2 separate regions of the Zea mays genome follow, and region 2 is linked to region 1. The links are chromatin contacts, called in public Hi-C maps. All regions are on one chromosome and are shown on one strand. Each heading gives the region's core, a stretch centred on a gene start, on an enhancer-like site or on the middle of the called end of the contact. The rest is flanking DNA. Distances are from core to core; before and after follow the strand shown.

Evidence for each region. A called contact is a pair of places that touch in the nucleus more often than the background predicts.
Region 2: a Hi-C map of endosperm shows a contact between it and region 1, with 2.0 times the contacts expected there. The contact joins the promoter of LOC100501893 here to the promoter of LOC103627540 in region 1. A contact is called at or near these places in 6 of 25 Hi-C or Micro-C datasets (bundle sheath, ear, endosperm and 3 more).

The regions. Positions count from the first base shown.
Region 1 is chr5:203,413,604-203,420,884 of Zm-B73-REFERENCE-NAM-5.0, forward strand. It overlaps LOC103627540 (lysophospholipid acyltransferase 1), which reads left to right and starts at 2,666. Exons shown (of 8, transcript NM_001320891.1): 1 at 2,666-3,085; 2 at 6,389-6,444. The coding sequence starts at 2,784.
Region 2 is chr5:203,931,009-203,938,289 of Zm-B73-REFERENCE-NAM-5.0, forward strand. LOC100501893 (SPX domain-containing membrane protein) reads left to right here and starts at 2,672. Exons shown (of 11, transcript NM_001196532.1): 1 at 2,672-3,013; 2 at 4,498-4,570; 3 at 4,962-5,082; 4 at 5,199-5,510; 5 at 5,591-5,695; 6 at 5,793-6,244; 7 at 6,329-6,633; 8 at 6,744-6,910; 9 at 7,039-7,229. The coding sequence starts at 4,518.

The sequences.
Region 1 (7,281 bases), core at 1,416-3,915:
CCAGTGACAGCCGTTCGATTCCTTTAACGATGGAGAGCAGCTGACTGCAGACTGCGTGCTCCTCCTACCTTCGGAGGGCGAAGACGATCCCAATCCACGCATGTTTTTTTTTTCTAGACAAGTGCACTCGTGTACGTACATGGCCACATGGTTGTGGTCCCTCTGTTGCGCCGGTCGACATACTGTACCAGCGCACGGAACTGGCCAACCGGCGGCCGTGGCGCATCTGCTGCTCCTGGCTTTCCTCGTTTCCCTTGCCCGCTGTGAAAACTCAGCGCACGTCTGTTTGGCGCTCCTAGCTTCCTCGGCCCCGCCTCCAAAGTTGTTGGATTGCCAGGATTGGATCGCGCCCTGCTAATCATGCTCCGTGGACCAGGCCTCGCCGCGGCATCCCAGCGTGGTCACCGCCGCGTGCGCTGCGCAGCTGCGCTCCGCCGGCCCTCGCTGTGCGCACGGGCGCGGCGCAGTTAATTCAGGCGCGGCCCCGACCGCCGCGAGTCGAAGCTGCTGCAGTTGCAGCCTTGCAGGTAGGCAGGCTCCAGGCGGCCGGTCCGGCATTCATCAATCGCTCTGCCGACTGCCGCCGGATCCGATCGCGAGGGACAAAACTTGACAAGTGACGGCTCCACTGTTCACGCGAGATTCTAGAAACGCCCCTCTGAATCTCGCAAAATTCGCGGATTTTCTTCTCCGACGGAGCCGATCGTCCGAAGCCATCCCGGTTTTCGGGTGTTGAAAGCAACTGCCAACTGCTAGCTAATCGTCGCGTTACTCTACACTTCGTTTGGAGTTAAGGATAGCATTTGGCAGCTGCGGGTTACAACGGTCGTGACAGCGATCCACGGCCTACCGAATTGTGTCGATGTTCCCGATGAACCGTGCTCCGGTTTCTACACGTTTCATTTTATCCATCTTGATGTCCCGAACTATATAAAGATAGAAACTAAGCAGGCATGTCGCTGCCACTGTTCCTGATCGTGATGTGCTGTATAAACCTCAAACGAATTGGCAGATGAGCGCACGTCACGTTACCCTGTCTTCGGACCGCATAGCCATAGGGCCGGGGACGGAGCTAGTAGGATTTAGACATCGTGAGGGCCGTCCGGCAGCACCTTCGAATCTTCGATAAACGTACATATCGCACACGATTTGCTTTTCACCCACGCAGGCTCCTAATTTTCAAAAAGAAAACCAAGAAAACGTACAAGACGCTTCAGTTATAGAGAAATCACAACAACTATACATAAGCAGATAAATATAGAAAATCACCTCACCTGATTTTTAACTGGTACAATAATTGTCGGTGTTTCGAACCAGCTACGGCAGTAAGAGAGTGTTTGGTTTCTAGTGAATAATTTTTAGTCACTCTATTTTATTCCATTTCAGTCCTAAATTGCTAAATGCGAAAACTAAAATAAAGTTTTAATTTCCGTATTTATTAATTTAGGTACTAAATAAATAAAATGGTGAGACTAACAATTAGTCTCTATAAATCAAACACCTCCTGTTTGTGCGCGTTCGTGGTCCGGATGGTATGTCCAGTGGGTATGAGATTTATACTGGGTTGGGTAGAATGTCCCTATATCCAGTCTTCGGTGACTCTATCTACGACACCTTTATTGCTCAATACTTATAGTAAAGGTTACAGACGATCGAGAGGGGGAGGAGCTCACAAGTTTGTTATACGTGGTTAGACCTAACTACCTAAGGACTACGAATCTGGTGCTTTCTACTGAGCTTTGGACATCGTGGTGGTTCGCTTCTTGGATTCGGCCTCCATGGTCCTTTCAGGGTCTTCTGGTGTGGTCGTTCGTCTATACGTGTCTTTGTATGTCTCTTGGTCAACCTCCCTCTTTTTATAAGCGGTCAACCTCCTTTTTTTATAGGCTAAAGTGAGGGTCAGCTATCGATAGCTTCGTAAGGAAGGAGCTATGGGGTCGTGGTAAAACATGACATTCTATCTTGATAACTGAACTATTAGCTGAGATGTTTGGATGTTCTAAGCTAAAAGTACATAAAGCTAAATTATTAGCTGAGTTGTTTATGTATTTTAACTAAATTTTGTGGCTAACTATTAGCCATAGCGTATCCAAACAATGCGTAACTTGTATTACCGCATAACCGTTGAACTGTACGGATCGTGTGGACATAGTGGGACAAATCCAAAATTCAAAAGTAACGAACTATTATGACCGCTTGTTTTTCGTGTACACTAAAAGTCTAAAACTATTGGCTAGTATTGTGCACCATCATTGGTTTTTTCGCTAGCTCAAGTGCTCAACAATAATTCAAGCAAATTATTATTTTTGTGCTAGTAGTAAAGTTAGAATAAACCCATGCATATACCATGAGTTCCCCTTGAATTCACGAGAAGCTCGTTGAGCAAACGTGATGAAGCACGCTTGGGACTTGGGATACGCGGAAATTCACTTGTAACCACCGAAAAGGACAAGGTTGCCTCCTGAACTCCTGGTTCATGGTTGGACCATGCTTCAGTCAAGGATTGATCGAGGGCAAATTTGAGTGATTTTCCCTACTTTTACAAAAAAATATTAATCGAAAACAGAAGGGGGTTTCTACAAGATTGTCTTCGACATGTCTGCCGCTGGCCGCCTGGCCCGCTGCCGCATCCATATACCACACCCACACACACACGCCGCTCGGAATCGGAGCTTGCATCCGACCGCGAGCAAGCGGACCAAATCCTCCTCCATATTCTATCGCGTGCACGCATCTGGCCGCCTCGACCCTCGGCGGCGGCGGCGGCGACGGCGACGACGACGATGGGGCTGGAGATGGAGGCGATGGCGGGGTCGATCGGCGTGTCGGTGCCCGTGCTCCGGTTCCTGCTCTGTTTCGCGGCCACCATCCCGACGGGCCTCCTGTGGCGCGCGGTGCCCGGCGCCATGGGGCGCCACCTCTACGCGGGGCTCACTGGTGCCACGCTCTCCTACCTCTCCTTCGGGGCCACCTCCAACCTCCTCTTCGTCGTGCCCATGACGCTCGGTTACCTTGCCATGCTCCTGTTCCGCCGCCACGCCGGGCTCATCACCTTCCTCGGCGCCTTCGGCTTCCTCATCGCATGGTGAAACTCTCCCTTCCATCCTCTGTCTACAATCTCTAGCGGATTGATACCGGGGCCTAGTTTCTGGCGATTAAGAACAGCGGTCCCGTACTCGTGCGTTGAAATCTGAGTACAACCGAACACGAAGATTACATTGACTGCACTTTATTCGGATGAGAACATAGTAATTGTGGACTAAACAAGGGAGCGTGGTGGCGCCAGCAGTGGTTCTCGAGTTGTTTGATGAGTGTTTTGGACATTTGTTCTAGAGTCTTATGGTCCTGCACGAAGTAAGATTTTGAAGGGGGCAAACTGTAGTCTTGCATTAACTCCACACCAATTTGCCTCTATGCCTGCAAAGTTTACGATAGGGAAACTCTTATTGTTCCCAATGAATAGGTTCGAATAGTTTAGTCATTTTCCCTTGTGCTCTAGTTAACTACAAAATGTGGCAGTGGCTTAGAATAGAAGTTCATAATGTATGGATTGCATGTTCCAATTCAATCATATCCCCGTAGACCCTGAGTTATTTTTTTGGCAGTGACATACACTTGGAGTTCATAACTGCTGCATGGATCTACATTCAAAATTCGATTGCTCATTCAGCATCTAAACCTGCTATCATTTGACCAGTAACCCGTCATATATTGTTTTGTTTTATACACAGCCAAATATTAGACTTCTAGGTCCTGTTAACATTTGACCAGTAACCCGTCATATGTTGTTATGTTTCATATGTATCACTGGTATTACTGTATTGATGTTAACACTAAGGTGACAGTTTTGAGACTTTGAGTTGAAATTAGTGTCCTACTCCTACCAGAAAGTTGTGGAGCTCCTTTATTCATTTTTCTCTGTTTTTCTTTTACAGTTGCGTGTGATTTACACTGTATATGACTGCAAGCCGTTCTTGAGCTATCCAACCAAACAATTGTCTTTTCATGTCTAACTTGTATAGTTTCCTTTGCAGCAAGTCTTAGTTATTTGTTATTTGGGGCTGAATCTCTCTAATCTATCAGTTGTTGTGAGTTATGCGCTGGGAGTCATGTATATGGCTCTGTATCCGTTGTTTTACTCAATCGAACATGCACACGGATTACTGGAAGTAAAGTGGAACCTTATCAGCTACACTTTTTTTTAAAAGTATTTCTTCAAATCTTAAGTCACCAGGTCCAGTTTTTTGTTCTGTATGTGGGATTGATTTTGGTTTGTATGGTAAGTAAATAGTAATACCGAGATTGTATTTATGATTCATTGCAAGTAGTAGTTGTGTTTCTACGAACTTTGTTTGGCTAACCATGAATAGACTAAAGAGTAAACCTCTAATCAAATTTTAAAGCTACATCTTCTGAGGGTTTCTCTCATTCTCAAATACAGCCCGCTCCAATGAATAAGCAAACACACTGTGTATTTGAATAGTTCAATGCTGTAGTGCCTATTTGGGTGTAATAGCTAGAGATATTGTGAACACGCAAGCAACCTTGATAGGCAATGAGATGATCTTATTTTAACTTGTGCGTAAGACGGGACTGTGCATGGTAGGTGCAACAAAGTGCAACATTGCAAAAAGGTCAAGGTGCCATGAAAAATGCAGGAGCATGATGCATCAGTGTGAGAGAATCACCACCCTATGCCAGCCATATTTCAGTTTGAAATAATTCAAAATTTTTAAATTATCATCCAAATATCCAGGAAAAAGGGTGGCCTTTTTTGGTATGCTTTAATGATATTATCATTTTTTACATGAATAATTCAAAGACACGGCCAATTTGCTAAATTATTCTATTCTCATGTTCTATTAATTCGGATTGGACACATTAATTCAACATAAACTTTTTCATAACTAAAAACAATCTTAGGATTATACTGTTGCTATTTTATACATTGAATGAAGTACTTCTCAGTGTTCTTATGGCGTCGCCTAGGCGTCGCCTAGGCGACGCCTAGGCGTCCAGGCGCCCGGGCAAAACTGGTCGCCTTGCTCGCCATTCCCGCCTAGGCGTCGCCTAGGCGCCGCCTAGGCGCTAAGGCGCCTGTCTGATCCACTTGCTCGCCTAGGCGCCTTAAGAACACTGGTACTTCTTGTAACCTGATTAATCCAAACCCACCTGTAGTTATACTGTAGGGCCTTCACTGTTGTATACCACCCACATCCAGTGAAGCCTAAATATTTGAGCACAGGTGAATCCTAGTTTCATTCTCATCAATTGACACTCCCTTTAGGGCCTCCCCTTGTTCTGTCATGCAACCTCTTGCAAAAACTGCACTTCACCAACATATTCGATTTACCTGGAACATCAATTTGATATTTAGGCTGAAATCTGGTTAGAAGTGTAAACCAGGAGAGGGTAAAAAATCAGAAGAAAGCCGCTGACAAAACATTCTGAGAAGTGAGAAATCAGTCATTTTAGCCCCTTTCTATGATAATATTGAAACTTCCAACATATGTAATAATTATGTGAAAGTTGCATCTAATACACTACTTTTTTTTGGGTGAGGTTATACTGGTTGAATTATTTTCCACATGTGGTGAATACTATTGTACCCTATTAGTGGCCAACTTTTGCAATAAGTTTCGTATTATCCTACTACGCTCCAAAACAATGGCAAGGCAATTTGTCAGGTCCTCATAGCTCATGCATTCTAGCCACATTAACCTTTATGTAAATAAGACAAAAATCCTGTTTATATGGCAACAACATCTCTAATGACTTAACTTGTGTCACACTGGGACCAGATAGTGATTATCTGTAATTGAAATTGAGACATTTAGAATGCCAATTGAACATCTTTTGTGCTTTCCCTAAAATGTGTAGCTGTCCTCTTTTTGATCTCTGTATGTGCACCTTAGGAATTAGGCCAACCTACCCCACTATCTGTTTCTAGAATTGAGAGCATGGGTATGAATATATTCTTTTTGTTATCCAACCTTTGCATTGGCATGTTTTACTTGCATGGGTTTAGTATATAGTAATATTGTATACTTTTGATTAGTCCCCATATTGTGTTTGCTACTGTGCCTTAAATCCCATCTGTCATGCGAAATTTTGAAAATCAAGGAAAATCATTCAGCTGTTGTTGGAAATATAAGAAAGTGTGACCTTGAATTCGAAAGGGCTTCTTGTTTGGGCACATTTGGTTTCAAGCTTAGATCTTACTAAGTAAAATATTGACCATGATATAGTAGTTGGGGCTCTTCTAATTTAGATAGCGTTTGAAACAGAAGTTTGACCATACTTTTTTGATGGTCAGTATTGACCATATTGCATAATAATAATTAATTAAAATATTGTAAGGCCTGACATTTTTTGCTCTTATTACTAGTCATGTGTACTACATGAGCGGGGATGCGTGGAAGGAGGGAGGCATTGATGCAACTGGTATGTCTACTACTATTTGTACAGTTAGATTAGTGTTTGCTGTGCAGTTTTCTGGAGCATTGCTGATGCAAATATGGAATAATGCACACAAAAAAATAATGGATTTCAACCCCCTGAGAAAATTCCTTATTTGACACTGAGAAAATCTTTCCTTAAATGTCACTGACTTTATTTTTGGTTCACAATTCGACACTTTGTTGATTTCTGTTAGTGCTTTCTGTTAGATTAATCACAGAAGCTGTAGGCGTGATAGCCTAGTGGTGAAGGCGGCAGTGCCCTTTCACCTGATCGGGGGTTCGACTCTCGGTTTCGCACCAAAAATAATCCCCTTGCTGTGCCCCACACGCTCTGGCGTACGATCCACGCTCCCCTGGGCTGTGATGCGCTACTGCGGTCCCCTGGGCCGTGATGCGAGAGATTCAGCCCGTGATGCGAAGGGGGGCCCAGGGTTCGGGGGTTTTCTTGGCTGGGACCAGTGGTTCAGGTCTTTCTACTATGAAAACCGGGAGGGCAGTCATTCCCTCCCCGACCGAGTTTTTTAGATTAATCACAGAAGGACGAAAATGCCCTTGCCCAAAAACATGGATGGAACATATCCCAGTTCGGTTTCCTGAAGAAACGCTCTGTCGCCTTCTCTATCCCACCCCTTCCATTGTTCGAAGGCATACGATACATCAGAGGGGTCCGGCGGCGGCAACCCTTGCGGCATGGCCTTTTAGGGCAGACAGAGGCCCATGACTGGCTGTGAGTAGAGCGTCTTGGCCAGGGATTTCTTGGCCAAACTGAAGCGTGCGACTATGCGAGTACCCTGGGAGATAAATTGAAGCCTGCACGTGC
Region 2 (7,281 bases), core at 1,422-3,921, 520 kb after region 1:
CAAACGAACTAGCTAATAAGAGTATCTCCAAAAGACTAGCTAAATAGTTTGTCAAGCTAAATTTTAGCTACTTAATAGCATAATAGCTCTCCAACAGAGTAGCCATTTAACTTGCTAAGCTATCTGGCTCTCTAAATTAACTCCCTCACTAGCCAAAAATTTTGCTAGCAACTCTCGCTAGACAAGCTAAATTGCATTTTGGAGAGTCTGTTGGAATGAGATGTTATATATAGAGTTTAATATTTATGGAGAGACAAATAAAGAGTCAAATAGAGAGTCAAAAATAAAGAGTATCTTAGAGATGCTCTAAATTAACTAATTTAATCTGCCGGCTTAGCGCCTAGGGTTTCAAACGAACTGGCAAGTTGTGGGCCAGAGAATTGGCAAATTGTTTGCCCACTAAACATTTGACATTACTAATAGATGCTGACAGACTATATTTTAAACACCTATTAGCCAAGACTAAATATACCATAGCTAATTGTTTACCTACTAATTAGCCACTGGCAAACATTTAGGCAGAAGGATCAAACATGGTCTTATGGCCTTAGTATCAAAGCATCACTACTTTTGTAATGAACGATTCAACTAACATGTGCGCGAAAAGGATGTTCTTTGTTCTGAAACTTTACATTAATACAAAGTGGACTCCGTAGACTATGATTGTATTGAAGATAAACGAAGTTCACACTTTGCACTTCATTTGGCCGATCGAGATCATAGAAATGGGTTACATATGGCGGTTGGAATCCCTAGCAAATGCACTATAGTACTATACAGATTTCACTCTAAAAAAAAGGTACTGGAGCATGTTCACCGCATCTTCGGAGATTCTCTCTCTGTAAAAAAATCGTCTCCAGCTTTTAGCTAGATGAGGATGAGGAGCTACTAGCTAGTGACGGGGACTTGAGAAAAGAAAAAAAGAAAAAGAGAGGCGGTTGGCCTCTTGCCTCCGGGCAAAGACGACGAAGCTTTGGGTAGGTATATTGAATATTCGTGGGTTTATTCCCTGAGTAACTGACAGAGTGACAGTCTCTATCTAAACTTTACCGCTGTCCTATATAATTCAGTAATTCAGGTGTTTAAACTTTACCACTCGTCCTGTATAATTCAGTCAAGATGATTTTAGGCGACTTGTACCACTGGCTTAGTATAAATAAAATGCTATTTTTTGTGACTTGTATTTATATTATAACATATCATTTTTTTTGTCCTTACTAGAAAATAATTATAAATTGCATAATTGTCTTTATGCCGAGTTGCCAACACAAATCATGCCTTGTTGAGTTTTTGGTTCCGTTTAACGGTTTTTTTATGTTTGAAACAGAAAATATAGATCGTGTATATAAAAATTACAGCAAACTAAAACTGTAATTTGAAGTAAAATATATTTAATTATCAGCATCTGAAAAGAAACTAAAATATAGAAAATTTAATTTTATCAAGTCCTAATCTTTTACATCGAGGTTGCACTAGAAAGTACTCCCTCTCTGTTCCTATTTACCTCGTGGCATCGTGCCGGCAACTATTGTTGTGTTGCGATTGATTTGCTGTTAGTAGGGTTGTCTTAACCATTGTAGTGGTCCTATTCTTCTCCGCAACCTCCTTTTGAAGGGGCGCTAGTTTACCTAGTCTATGTCATCCTTTTCTTTATTAAATAAAATCGACAACTTTCTGTCTGCATTTATTTAAAAAGAACTATAGCGATTCAGAGAAAAGGGCCATTAAAATTCACAAGCAATCGCATCCTTCGTCTCTTTGATGATATGTCAGAGCATCTCCAACAATGCCTCAAACTAATGCCTTAAATCAAAATATAGGGCTCCACACAGGAAAAACCATTCCAACAGTGCCTCAATTCAACAAATTTTGTCAAAAAACTATAGAGCACCCTCTCAAGTGCCTCAAATATACTACACCGTAGTGGGCTGCCCTATAATCTAGATTTGAGGCTTTACTGTTGGAGCGCGGTGTTTTGTTGGTGCCCTAAATTCTATAAAATTTACTTATTTTTAAATTATAAGACATTTTTATAGGTCACGTTGTTGAAGATGCTCTCTTGAATGAAGCAAATCACACTTTTCGTTAGTATTATTCGCATTAACACAAAGTTGTGCCCTGCTCAAGGAATACAATATCGCGACCAAAGATAAACCATCTCTGATGCTACTTTGCTATTTCATTTATTTGTCATTAGTATAGTGGGTTCAATTTTCCTATCGATTACAACGAACCTATTGCAATTTGCAAGCTGTTTGCGGAAGCTTTCAAAAATATTTTATAGGGAAGTTTCTTTGTGTCGAAATCCAACCCGTGCCGAAATCCAACCATCTCGACCGATCAATCGGGAAGGAGATGGGGGAAAGGAAAAAAGAAACAGGAGTCAGGAGCAGAGGCCAGGGGTGGCGAGGCATTTTTGGCCACAGGGGCGCAGCCAAAAGGCGTCGTCCCATCGAATCCGCCACGTCCGCATCGGCGACCCGGCAGGAACACGGCCGCGGGCAGAGTGCCTGTCTCCGCCACAACCCCGGCGAGGCCCCCCTCCCCCTCCGTCCACACCTCCTCCCCTCCGTCCTCTCTCTCTCTCTCTCTCTCTCTCCCTGCCGCGTCGCCGCTATAAATACCTCTTGCCGCCGCCTCCTTCCCTCCCATCTCCAACGCCAAGCACATACTGACACACACACACACACACAAGCCCATTGCATTCGCCAAACATTCGCCCACGCGCCATTGTAGCGCACGAGCTCCCGAAGCCCTCATCGCCGTGCCGTTCGTCTCGCCGGATCGATCGCTCCGCCCCTGCTCCTGGCTTTGGTGCCGTATGCCCGTCCGTCTCCATAGGGCTTGCATTCTCTCTGCTTTGATTTGACGGTACCCAGCTGAAGCACACAAATTGCCTCCGTTTGCCGGTCCTGTGCGTGCGCGATCGAGTTTTGTTGATGGTCATCTAGCAGGATCGCAGGAGTTGACGAGCCGCACGCCCTAGCTCGTACGTGAAAAAAACGTGGCCACGGTAAGCCATCTGTTCTGCTATTCCCCTGTTTAAACCCGAAATAAGTTTTAGCTTCCCCTCCTCATGTACGGAATTTCGACATTCAACTCTCAACTTCGTTTTTTTTTGCCATTTTGTCTGCTGCGCTTGGAACTTAGTTATGTTTTTTTTTCTGTTTCATTAGTGGTGACAGTACATGCTACCTTTTTTTTCGCTCTCTCACTATCTCAACAAACGAGTGATGGTGAATGTCTGAATGAACAGAGAGAAGTAACAAAACACATCATCAATCATTTCCAAATGAATACATTCTATACTCATGCATGTCATTTTTGTTAAATTGTTACGGAATCATAACACCCCGGTTGAGATCAGAGGCTGCACCAGTTTGTATGTACACTGATGAAGCAAACATCTTCAGATGCAATTATTTTCTTCTTAAGATTGCGTATATATTCTAAAGGAAAAAACATGGTGATTTTCATTCACTCGTTTTCCATAAAAAATAACTTTCACGCTAGTGTGTCCCTATTTTTTCAGAGTAACAATCCTCTGCTGTGCGGGTCTTTTCATGATCGTTTAACCTGATAGTTCACTTTCGCAATACCAACTGCATGTTAAGTCCAAATATAATTGTTTTTTTTCTTTCCTTTTTTGGTCCTTTTTTTTAAACAGAGTATGCATTGCACTTTCACTTTCCATCCAGACACACTAGGGCTTTACTAATTTCCGGGCTGGTTTACAACAAAGGGGAGATATATCTAGGGAGACAAAACTTTCCACAAATAACTAAATATCTTAGGGTAGTTTGAGAACTCTATTTTTCTATGGGATTTCTATTTTCCCAAAGGAAAATGAACTAATTTCCTCTAGAAAAATTGAAATCCCTTGAAAAAATGTGGTTCCCAAACTAGCCCTTATGTAAACAATATCCCTGAGATTGCTCACCTTGGAAAATGCAGGGATCCTTAGGGGATTTTAGTTTCCAAATTAACCCTACATGGGCAGTTCTCTCCACGGGTAGCATGTTCAGGAAGATCGTAAAGGATGTCGTCATAAAGGTGCTTAGCTCTTGGGAGTCCCTAGAGCCGTTTCTGTGTATTAGTGTTACTGTATATCCTGGACAGCGAAGGAGCATCCTAAAGTGGCTTGATTCGGCAATGTCACTAGACGATTCTATGTCACCTTGCTTGCCACGTGCCATATTCTTTTGGATCTGTCTAGAATTTTTTTTGTTATTTTACTTTGCTTTGCCCAGAAACTTCAATGTTATCTTAGGTTCTCGACTGTAAAGTGCCTTTTTGTCCAATTAGTCAGTGGCATGTGGGGCTTTGGGTATTTTTCGCCTTCATGCAGGGTGACCTTTGATCCGCACTTTAGCACTTAAGATGTGTTCTATATTAAATTACGGCAGGGACTTCATTAAGATTTATTGTTCGGTCTTTTTTTTATCTAAGTGCATACAACTCGACTGAAAATAGAGTCATAATAACCATCCTTTTCAGTTTCAGGTGCTGAAACCAAGATGGTTAATTTCGGTAAGAAATTGATGGCAGACCAGTTGGAGGAGTGGCGAGAGTAAGTTGCTTCGGCACTCAGAAAATTTCCAATCACTTTAAGCTATGGTCTCATTATGTAACTAGAGATATGCATACATAGATATTTAGTTAAAATGTCCGTACTGCTGCTCTTACTTTGAACCTTTGAGGTTAGAAATGAAACTGAAGGTTGAACCATCAAGCTATATATAAGGCTCTTTGTTAATTGTGCTATACTGAAATAACAATGAAAATCGAGAAATATAATTGCAGGACTCTTTATATACCCGATAGTTCTGTATACCTAGAGCTCTCTTCAGTTCCACTTCTTATGATACATCATTTTTTCACAATATTAACAAGTTTTTCCTTAAAAATTATCCATAACATTATTCTCTCTCTCTCTCTCTCTCTGTCTCTGCTTTCTACAGGTACTATATTAATTATAAGATGATGAAGAAAAAGGTAAAACAGTATGTACAGCAGACCCAAACTGGTGGAAAAAATCGTGACCAGGTTCTTAAGGAGTTCTCAAGGATGCTTGATGATCAGGTACCATTGAGCTTATCCCCACCCCCACCTCCCAACTAACAACACCAAAATGTCCATCTTCAGTTGCATGGTGCTATCTTACCAACAGCTTGTTCACATAAGCTTCTTTCTCGTAGATTGAAAAGATTGTGCTATTTCTTCTGCAACAACAAGGTCATCTTGCTAGGAGGATCGAGAATTTAGGAGAACAGCGTGTCGTGCTTATGGAACGGTCTGATGTATCCCAAATTTGTCAAATACGCCAGGCTTACAGGGAAGTTGGATATGATCTTGTGAAGCTACTTAGGTTTCTTGATTCGAACGCTACTGGTATCCGGAAGATACTTAAGAAGTTCGATAAGCGCTTTGGCTATAAGTTTACAGATTATTACGTCTCTACTCGAGCAAACCATCCTTATTCTCAGCTCCAGCAGATCTTCAAGCAAGTGGTAAATTATCATGCTACTGCGTCCTTTCTATTTGAAAAAAGGATCATTCTTTTCCTCTAATTGCAGTTCTTGAAATACAGGGAGTCGTGGCTGTTGTTGGTGCTTTGTCTCGCAACCTTTCTTATCTACAAGATCATCAAGGAAGCCTAGCAAATATCTATGATTACCCATCACTCATCTTGAAGGTCTCAGTTTCCTTTTCTACCATGTTAACCATGTAATGTGTTCCCATATGATCTGAACTCTAAAGTCAACATGCTCACCTTTTCTTCTCATTTGCAGGATCCCGTCATAGAACAAATAAATCACTCAGTACAGAAACTCACACACTCCACAAGCTTTCTGCAATTTCTAGGGCAGCATGCACTTATCGTTCCGGGGGATATGCAGAGCGGCTCAGATCTCGGTGATGACAAGGATTACCATTTCCTGTCACTGCTGCTGAACCTAGTAAACACGTTTCTGTACATGGTTAACACATACATCATCGTTCCAACTGCCGATGACTATTCAGTAAGCCTCGGAGCTGCAGCGACTGTTTGCGGTGTGATTATCGGATCAATGGCAGTTGCACAAATCTTCTCCTCGGTATATTTCAGTGCCTGGTCGAACAGATCGTACTTCAGACCCCTCGTATTTAGCTGCATCATGTTGTTTCTGGGGAACCTATTGTATGCTTTGGCATACGATCTGAATTCCCTAACTGTTCTTATTGCTGGCCGGCTACTGTGCGGGTATAGTCACTATTATCTCCTTGTTTTTTTTTCTCGGTAGAAATCAGAAACTGACGTTTGATTAAATTTGGCAATCATCTGCAGTTTGGGTTCGGCCAGAGCCGTGAACCGCCGCTACATCAGCGACTGTGTACCCCTGAAAACCAGGCTGCAGGCGTCGGCTGGGTTTGTCAGCGCTAGCGCTCTTGGAATGGCATGTGGTCCCGCTCTTGCCGGTCTGCTGCAGACAAAGTTTAAGATTTATGGGCTTACATTCAATCAGAACACCTTGCCTGGGTGGGTCATGTGCCTTGCTTGGATTGCATATTTGTTCTGGCTGTGGATTTCATTCAAAGAGCCGGGCCACATTGCCACAGAGAATTCAGTCAGCACGCAATCATCTGATTCTGGTAAGCTCTTTTTACTTTGCGTGATTTAGAAAAAAACGCGACTCTTATCGCTGTCAGGAAGCATATGCTTTCAAAACGTGGCCTTACACAGTTTCTCGCGGTCAAAACAGGCCGTCGAGTAAGCGGTAACTTGGAGGGTGGCCTCGGAGAGCCTTTGCTCATAGACGCAAAGGCAGGGCAGGATGAGGACGACGAGGACAATGACGACCCCGAAGAATCTCATACACCTGCCACATCGCTTGCTGCAGCATACAGATTGCTGACACCATCTGTGAAGGTTCCATACTCTACCAATTTTTTTTTCCAGATGTTTTGCCCTTTACTATCATGGACACACGGTGCGTCACCTCCTCACCGTTTCCTCTGCATATATTAGCTTCACGTCTGTTCTCTGAAACTTCTCAGGTTCAGCTACTGATCTACTTCATGCTCAAGTTCGCCATGGAAATCCTACTCTCGGAGTCGAGTGTCGTGACCACGTTCTATTTCAAGTGGACAACTAGTACCGTGGCGATCTTTCTGGCAGTTCTTGGTCTGACGGTTCTCCCAGTTAATGTCATCGTTGGGAGCTACGTCACCAACCTGTTCCAGGACAGGTACGTGCATGATGTTCGTTATTCGCTTACTCTGAAAGCCGGACCGGAGAGA